Regions from separate parts of the Sus scrofa genome. Here all the other regions are linked to region 1. A link is a contact called in public Hi-C and HiChIP or PLAC-seq data. All regions are on one chromosome and are shown on one strand. The core of a region is the stretch at or near the end of the contact, and the rest is flanking DNA. Distances in the headings are between cores, read along the strand shown.

Region 1 (2,845 bases), core at 155-2,654:
ATACCATCCTTCACTGTTAGATAGTAATGATAATAGTCATGATGATGATATTGTTTAAAAAATTGCTAATGAGTATTTGTACTTATTTTGTAAACATGGGCCACATATTCATCTATACAATTTTTTACAACACTTCTGTGAAGCAGTGCTAAATTCTATTCCTCTTTTACAGATGAGGAAAACTAAGACCCAGAGAAATTAGGTAGGTGCTTGGGTTGCTAGCACATAGCAGAGCTGAGCCACAAATCTAGGCAGTTTGTCTCCAATGGCTACTGCCTTAACCATTATGATGCTTTACCACCTCCCTTCTCATTAAAGGCAAAGATTAAGTGAGGTAAGAGACAAAGATCTTAGCATTGCTCATTAAATATTCATGATGAGTTACTTTAATTTTGTATAGCATCTTACCTCTTCAGTTAGATTTAAGTTTCTTAAGAGATAGGGCTAATGTTTTATGGCTTCTCCTACCCTTCATAGTAGTTACAACAGGGACCTGCACACCACGAGTAATCAAATTATTCATTACACGGATGGGCTCTGCTCCTCACTTGTCATGCAGAAAAGCGCTGCTGAGATCCCTTCTGAGGGTGAAAGTAGTGAAATTGTCAGGCTAGCTATAATCTGAATCCATCCACAGTTTCCCTGCATTATTGTGATGGTCTATCTTTAGTAAATAACTACATATGGCATTCCTCATCTGGGTTTGTAGGGTTGTGTTAGAAATAATATTGTGTCATAGTAGTCCTACAGGGTTGATTTATTTTGGCTTAAAAGAAGGAACTTGGCCTCATGTGTCTCTCTTCCTCTCACAGTTTTTTTTTTTTTTTTTTTTTTTTTTTTTTTTTATTCCCAAGGGCTGCAGGTCAAGTTCTGTCCTTGGAACCAAAGCAGTTTTCCAAAATGAGGTGGAGCCAGCTCTGTCAAGCTGGGCCAGCTCTGCTGTCAGTGCCTTTCCCAAGTACATCAGACCCTCTGCTTGTAAAAATAAATTGATACCAATGCAAGAAATTTATTAGGAGATGACAGCCTGGTTCATAATGGAAATATGGAGAAAACATCATCCTTCAAAAGTGACAGTTTATCCATCATGCCTCAGATTCCTGAGATAGAAGCAGGCACTGTCACATACAATCCGCTGAGGACACATCTTCTTGGATTTCCTTTTGACAGGAAACTCTGAAATAATCCAGAAGAAGGGAAGGACTTGTGCTGCCCTTAATGTGCTCGGCCATAAATTTTGAGTATTAGCAGAAGAAACATGTGGCCAAGGACATGAATGATGGAGGAAATCAGGAGGCCTGGAATTCTCAAACGGCCCCTTCTTTTCTCTCAGGGTGATGAACTGGGACGGGGGTCAGAGAGGGTTAAGGCACTGCTGAGAGGGACATCAATTCCCTGTTATGTGTCAGCAAAGCCAACAGGTGGCAGGGCACCACTGCAGACACAGTGCTGCTTCGGGTCTGGTGACCAGGTCACCTTGCCCCGCTAACTTTCCAACTGCGATTATTTCCCCCTTAGCTACTTATTTATATTGATAAACTTGAGAGAGTTTAGGAGGGCCGTTTTAATTAGGAATAAAGGCAAGGATATTCCTGAGGATCACAAGAGGCCCGATCTTTTCAGGCTTAATGAGGTGACCTACCCAACCCTGTTGGAAATAATTGTGTATTGTATTAAAAGCCACTTTGGAAAATAAAATTGCAGTAGTAAACTGGAATGAAACAAACATGGTATTAAGGGGAAAAAATATTCACTGACAATTTTATGAGGCCTTAAAATATTTATGTTCTACACTTGCATTCTTTGGAGATTTGCTGAGTGTTGCTAGAATGGGGAAACTTTTTTAATGAGATACATGCATATTTTTTAAATTTACAGATCTTTTTTAGCAAAAATAGAAAGTCATAAATGGGAAACGGAAACCTAAACAAGGCGAGTATAGCATTAATGCTCTTATATTATTAATTCGCTCTTTATATTGGAAAAAATAAAAGTATGGTTGAATAATATGCAAGGAATCTTTGTTGTCAGTTTCTATTTGATTAACGTACAGGGACACTAGCATGATTACAAGATCCCAGATAAACTTAGTTTTTTTGCATGTGTTGTGTGGTGTGGATAGGAACAGGATATGTGCACTCTCGGGTTACTTGAGCACAGAGTCAAATACAGGGTTCTGATCCACTGCCCAAAATAAATCCCTAAGAACATCAGCGAAATAAATTACATGTTCTTATTCATAGGTAACAGTGCTTGAAAAAACACAGCGACACTGAGTCCTTCTTTAAATCCTCTCATCCTCTAAAGGAGGCAAATGAACTTCTAATGATTCACATTTGTTTCAACCAATCTTCCTGGTTCCCTGTCTCAAGAAAGACCTAAAACTCTGTTGACTTTACATGTCCAAATTAAATATATCTGTGTTTCCTTTTACTTTCTATATAAGTGCGTGCCAGCATGACTTAACATTCATCCAGAGTTTATTTCCCTATTAGTGGAAAACAAGTCATTTTTCAGTTTAATGAATAGCATCACTGTCTGACTTTTAACCAAAAATGTGACCTTAAACTTGATGGATCTCACCAGAAGGCACATTTTCAAATTATTTTTTCTATTGGAGGTTATGAATATGACTTCCCAAATTATTGTGACAGCTGTGAGGGGAAAGCCTGCATCACAGATAGAGCAGCTTAAAACAAAACTCAGACCTAACAAAATGGTAGTTTCATTTGTGAAACAAGAAAAAGGGAATGGGGGAAAAAGCATGAACCGTATGGGAGGAGAAAAAAAATACCTCCTTTGAGCCTTACGCAGCAGGAGAAAAGACTCATGTAAAGCAGCTAAA
Region 2 (2,845 bases), core at 199-2,698, 270 kb after region 1:
TCATTCCTTCTTATCAGCTCTCCAAACAGGCAAGTGAAAGGGGTAACATCACACACATCCACACAAATGAGAAACAGAGGCTCTTAGAGGATTACTTGACTATGGCCACACGGCTAAACATGATTAAGCTGACTCATGAACCCAAGCCTAACAACTCTAATGCTCTGCAGTGACGTGGGACACAGGCTATGAGCACTGGGGTCCATAGCAGGAAACACATCATCCAAATGCTAGTCTAATTCTCCTTCTATTCTAACTGATTTGAGACTATCATCCAACTCATCATCTCAACAGCCAAGGAAGACGTAAGATACACTGACTAAGATCATTTTTCAAACAATGACTAGGAAATTTGGTTGACCAAAGGATAGGAGAGGAAAAAAAATCAATATTTCATTATGATAAGGACTGATAAGAACCTGTAGGTCCGCTCCTTCTTCCACAAAAGTATCAATTAATAGTGGCCACGAATCACTTATTTTACTGAAGAAAGAAAATATTAGCTTAAGATTTCATGTATAAACAGTGGCTAATAAATGATTTCATAAATCCTTCTTAGAGCTGCCATAAACATATACCTTCATCTTAACATATGTATATGGCTTTAATTTCATACTCTATGGAAAATATCCCAATCCCTTTTCTATTTCTAACTTACTATGTGAGAAGCAAGTGAGTAAACCACACCAGGTCTCAAAAGCCCCACCAATAAAACAAGGTGATAAGACTTCAAGTCTGAAGCATGCTGTAATAAGGAAAGAACTCTGGGTCCAGCCACAGGTGTGACAAGCCAGGACCTGTCATGTTGTTAAATGCCTAGTTGGCTCTAGGTGAAGGGAGAAACCACACCCTTCCCAAGGGATTTGGTAAGAATGAAAAAAATAACACACTTCAAGCTACCTAGCACAGCGCCTAATCCATAGGAGTGCTCAATAAAGAACATCTGATGATCATGACTCCTTCATCCCACAACCATTTATGGAGCCTTAACTCCGTGCCAGGTATTGTTCTAGGTGTGAAAGATAAAGGAGTTAACACTGACAAAACTCTCTGCCTGGGAGAGCTGGCACTGTGCAAGCACCGCGCCCTGTGACTCTAACACACAAAGTACAAGCGTTCTGATTCCTTTTTCAGCCTCACAAGGAGCTACGGGACTCACAAGGTAGAGGTTCTGATTCCATTCTCAGCCTCACCGCAGACCCCAAGGCAATAAGTCCCTGAGTCTCATTCCAGGCCGCTAGATCTTCAGACCTAAGGAGAAACCACACACTAGAATGACTCTCCTAGGCTCTCTCATCATCCAAGTACCAGACACACCACAGAGGGCAGCGCTAGCCTGGACTTCTCACTCTTCTTCCACCTTAGCCCCTTCGCTCTTCTCTTCAGCCAGAAGCCTTCCCCAAGCCTGCACCAAAGCCTTCCAGAAACCTCCTTAAAGGCTAAGGTTGCTTAGCGGCACTACCCCCTGCTTCCCACCAGAGGTCGCCCTCCCACACAAGCCCAAGCAAAGAGAACACAGCTTAGCCTTCCCTTCTCGGCAGCAGTGACATTATTTTCTTTCTCTATTTTTATCTATTAAAAAGATTTCTTCGCAGCCATAACTTAGATCTCTACACTAAAATGGAGCAACAGGAAGATATAATGGTGCATTTCATTTATGAATGACCTATAATAAATTACTCTGAAGTGTCCCGAGTGCCAGGAGACAGAACGCTTTGTCTGCCCATGGACTGTATTTCACATACTTTAATTTAGCTGACACATAAAACTCATTTGACATTTCGCAGGTATTTGTGGGGGGCGGGGGGAGAGGGGATGGCTGGCGGGGAGGGGACCACTGCGGGGCTGGGCGGGGAGTGGGGGCAGCACCAGAGCCAAGGATATCTGGTTCTTGTTGAGGGTTAAGGTATGGAGACTGGGTAACCCTGGCAACACGAGGTCGTTCCCCAGCAGATTGTTGTCCAAGATGAGTTCCTCCAGGCTCCCGAACGCGCTCAGTCCTTCCAGTGACCTGCAATGACAAAGGCAACAGGAAAAATGATCCTGCACTAAATCAGGGAGGCCATTATGAGCCGAAATAAATATTTTAACCTTCCCTTTCAGGACTGGGAATAGTTTGGGCTTGGTGCCTGTCAGCAAAGTGAATGACAAGAATTAGTAGCGGGAGCCGGGGCGGGGGCGGCGGGGGAGAAGGGGCCGCTGGCGCTCACCGCATCCTTCACGCATTGCCAACATGAAGGATGAGGGTCACTTAGTGAGTAGCCAGGATCCAAAACAAAGGGCTTCAGATACGGCCTGCAGGATAAATTTGTCAATGTCTTGTGCCTTCAGGCACCCAGCCTCGGCTGACCCTAACCTCCATTCCCAAGATAAATAACTCTGTCACAGTTCACCTTCATTCCCTGGACACAAATTTAAGTTGTCATCCATCATTCCTGCCCAGAAATATCATACCCCTCTTACAATAATAAATATAACTTCAAGTATCATTTCTTAGCGGTTCTCCTCTGCACAGTCCTAGGAAACGGCAAGGAAGGCTTCCTTTCTCTGCATTTGCCGCCTCTGACTTTTTTCCCCTCCCGCTTTTTTTCTTTACTAATCGCTTCATTTGTTTCTGCCCAGTGTCCCTGTAGCTGCCCCAAAGGCAAGATATCCGCAGAAGCGTGGAATCACTCCAGTTTGAGTGGCTATTCCTTTTGCTTTCATGATTTCTTTTTATTTGTTTTCATTTTTGTTGGGGGTGAGGTAAGGAAGGGGTTGAGGGAATTTCTGTCTCAAGGCTCCCGGCTTGAAGTTTACTGTTCAAATTTCTGGAAAGTGGAGTTCTTTATTTTTGAAAGAAGTG
Region 3 (2,845 bases), core at 148-2,647, 260 kb before region 1:
CAGTGGGAACTTTGAACATGGAGGGAGATAAGAGTCCTGTTCAATTCCACTCTGGTAGAACCACTCCTAGAATTTTTGAGGTCAGATTGGATGCAACACTTTGAGAAGGACACATGAAAAAAAAAAGCTGAGTAGGCTAAGAGGCAAAGGAGGACAGTGAAGGGAAGGGACCCTGGGCATGGGAAGTGGCATCTTCAAATATCCGAGTGGTGGTCATCACGTACAAGAGGAAGCAAGCTACACAGCCGTAAGACAGGACCAAATGGTAAATACAAGGAAGAGTTTTCTAATAATTAGATCTATTAGAAATAGAATATTCTCCAGAGAGTGACTTTTTTTTTTAGTTATCAAAGTATAAACAAAATTCATGCATGAGGTAAGAGTCAAATGGGGTGAGATGCTATAGAAGCATTCATGTCCAATGTGATGTGATTCTAGAAATTCCTAGAAATACAAAACTTATCCAGCACAGCCTTGACTTGTTATAACCATCTCCTTCTGAATGTGGATTCTATTCTCCTTTTTCCTGGCTGGTTCACTCACGGGGGCTAACCTGGGACGTTTCACTTGAGCTTTTGATAAATGTTTACTGAATAACTGAATAATAGATAGACACTCAAATCTTTTTTGATAACAGTGATGATGCATTCAATAAAATTTGTCTAGTGGACTAATAAACAAAGAAGGATGTTAAGTATTAGTGGAATTTTCCCCCTCATACTGTTTATTAAAACAGCAATTCTTCCTGAATTGGTAATATTTCTCTTTAACCTTATTTACATAAGAGTTGAACGCAATATGTTGAACAGCCTTGAGGCATCTCCCAGTGTGAAAAAGAGCAAGATAATTTATATTTTACAAAGGATGCTCACATCCATTATTTCTTTAAAATCCTCAAAATAACTTTATGGGGTTGACATTTTTCAAATAAGGGAACAAAACCCAGAGGTAGGAAGGGACTTGCTCAAGGGCACAAAGCTAGTAAGTAGCAGGCCCTGAACCAAGGACAAGATCCATTAGTTCCAAGATGCATGCTCTTTCCACTGTAGATCAAATGCCTCTGACAAAGGTCCTATATAAAAAGAAGAAAGGTTGTAGGATTCCATGTGGTTAAATTGGTCAGACTCACCTTCCCCTTATTTTCCCCATGTGACTATCTTCCAAGCTTCCTGCATTCCGTGAAGCCAACTGTTCACAGGATATGGCTCTGGTTTGCCTGAATGATGAGCTGATGATGATGCTATGTGAATATGACCACGACATAACTTGTCTTTATAAATATCCATTCCTTGCAGGCTTGCGAAACTACTCACTTGAAATCTGAGTCTGTTTGGCAGGGAGACAGGGTCAGGGCAGCTGGAAGTTGGCATAGTTACTCTAGGCTAGTCCATCACAAGCCACCTCACTTAAAGGAGGAATGGAAGCTGGTGTGGTGGTTTACCACCAGGACTACTGGCAGCTCCCACCTTGTGACCTGGGATTGCAAGGTGATCTGTGAAGAGAGGCTCTGAAATATCATCAGACATGCTGCGAGGGTATGCTTGCTGCTGCTTAAGTGCTTTGGAGAGGGACATCTATTAAATAAGTTCAGTATTTTCCTTTCCTCTTCAATCAGATCATCTCTCATGTCTTTCTTTTTCTCCCTTCTTGAGACAACATCCAAAAAATAACATGTTCTCATAATAATAAGATGATGTTTTGTCAGATTAATCCATTCAATAAGCATGAGCTCTTATGATGTGCCTGATGGTGGGCTAAGTTATGGAAATACGGAACTGAAAAATGTTGTTTATGTGATGAATGAGTTACAGTCTAGTGGGAAAGACAGTAGTTAGATAAACAAGTAAAATAAAAGGTTAAAAGTACTATTACTGAGGGTTTCCCTCTATGGCACAGTGGGTTAAGAATCCAGTTGCAGTGGCTTGGGTTGTTGCAGAGGTACAGTTCAATCCCTGGCCCAGCAGAGTGGGTTAAAGGATCTGGTGTTCTGCAGCTGCAGCTCAGATTCAGTCCCTGCCCTGGAAACTCCCATATGCCATGGATGTAACCATAACAAAATAAACAGGTACAATTATTGAGGTATCTGCAAGATTCTATAATTAACAGTCCTTAAAAATTATCAGAATAAGTGCAATACACATAATAATATATGGATAATAAAAAAATTCTCAAGCTTAATGAGAGTGGACTTATAAAGGATTCATCACATATAAGGTAATCATGAAACAAGATCATCATTTAGCTGTATCCTGAAGAATTTTATTTTTTTCACTAATTGTCTTAGTTTGAATAAAGTTTCCTAACAGAAGCAAAGAGTGATCATTTTTGGAAGAAAGCTTCCCTTTTAAAAGACCTTTATTATTGTTTAAACGATTTGGATTGTGTAACTATAGTTCACTATAGAACAATGTAATGCCATTTTTAAAATGTGTTTCATTTTTCTTGGAGTTTATAGTTGCCTTTATTTTCAAGTTTTTTGTCCCTACCTGCTTTTAGGCCTCTTAAACCCACTTTTCCTTGGATAATTCTCTTGAGTTAAATACATTGGTTCTTTGTAGCCCCCTCATAATATTTCCACGATAGATCATTACCCAGAACATGGTCACATGGCCAACTGAATGCAAAAATAAAAGTCAATTTATCATTAATTGACATATAACCTCAAGTAGTTTTCTCCATCATCTTAGATTAAGTGCAGCTGCATATAAGAGAATATTTAAAAATTAATGCAGCTTGAGTAAAATGAAATTTTATTTCTCTGTTACAAAGAGAAGTTTGGAGGTAAGCACTACAGAACTGGTATGGTGGGTTCATACTATCATCAGGAATATAATTTCCCATCTGT

Evidence for each region. A called contact is a pair of places that touch in the nucleus more often than the background predicts. HiChIP or PLAC-seq counts read pairs in DNA pulled down with a chosen protein or histone mark.
Region 2: a contact with region 1 is called in a Hi-C map of skeletal muscle, with 6 times the contacts expected there. The contact joins two enhancer-like sites. A contact is called at or near these places in 10 of 47 Hi-C or Micro-C datasets (alveolar macrophages, embryonic fibroblasts, epiblast stem cells and 5 more).
Region 3: an H3K27ac HiChIP or PLAC-seq map of skeletal muscle shows a contact between it and region 1, with 5 times the contacts expected there. The contact joins two enhancer-like sites. A contact is called at or near these places in 2 of 47 Hi-C or Micro-C datasets (psoas muscle and skeletal muscle) and 1 of 2 datasets of contacts at active chromatin or transcription factors (skeletal muscle).

Annotation. Positions count from the first base shown.
Region 1 is chr14:78,812,545-78,815,389 of Sscrofa11.1, reverse strand. All of the region lies in intron 5 of LRMDA (a long non-coding RNA gene), which reads right to left. Among named protein-coding and RNA genes, the nearest start is that of LRMDA, 860 kb to the right of the region's middle. Within about 2 kb of position 1,404, at least 14 of the 83 cell types and tissues checked have an H3K27ac peak or open chromatin away from gene starts, as enhancers often do. A contact at or near this core is called in skeletal muscle, where this site is marked.
Region 2 is chr14:78,543,039-78,545,883 of Sscrofa11.1, reverse strand. It overlaps LRMDA (a long non-coding RNA gene), which reads right to left. Exons shown (of 6, transcript XR_002338559.1): 3 at 1,885-2,011. Among named protein-coding and RNA genes, the nearest start is that of LRMDA, 590 kb to the right of the region's middle. Within about 2 kb of position 1,448, at least 19 of the 83 cell types and tissues checked have an H3K27ac peak or open chromatin away from gene starts, as enhancers often do. A contact at or near this core is called in skeletal muscle, where this site is marked.
Region 3 is chr14:79,070,028-79,072,872 of Sscrofa11.1, reverse strand. No RefSeq gene overlaps it. Among named protein-coding and RNA genes, the nearest start is that of KCNMA1, 1.0 Mb to the left of the region's middle. Within about 2 kb of position 1,397, at least 5 of the 83 cell types and tissues checked have an H3K27ac peak or open chromatin away from gene starts, as enhancers often do. A contact at or near this core is called in skeletal muscle, where this site is marked.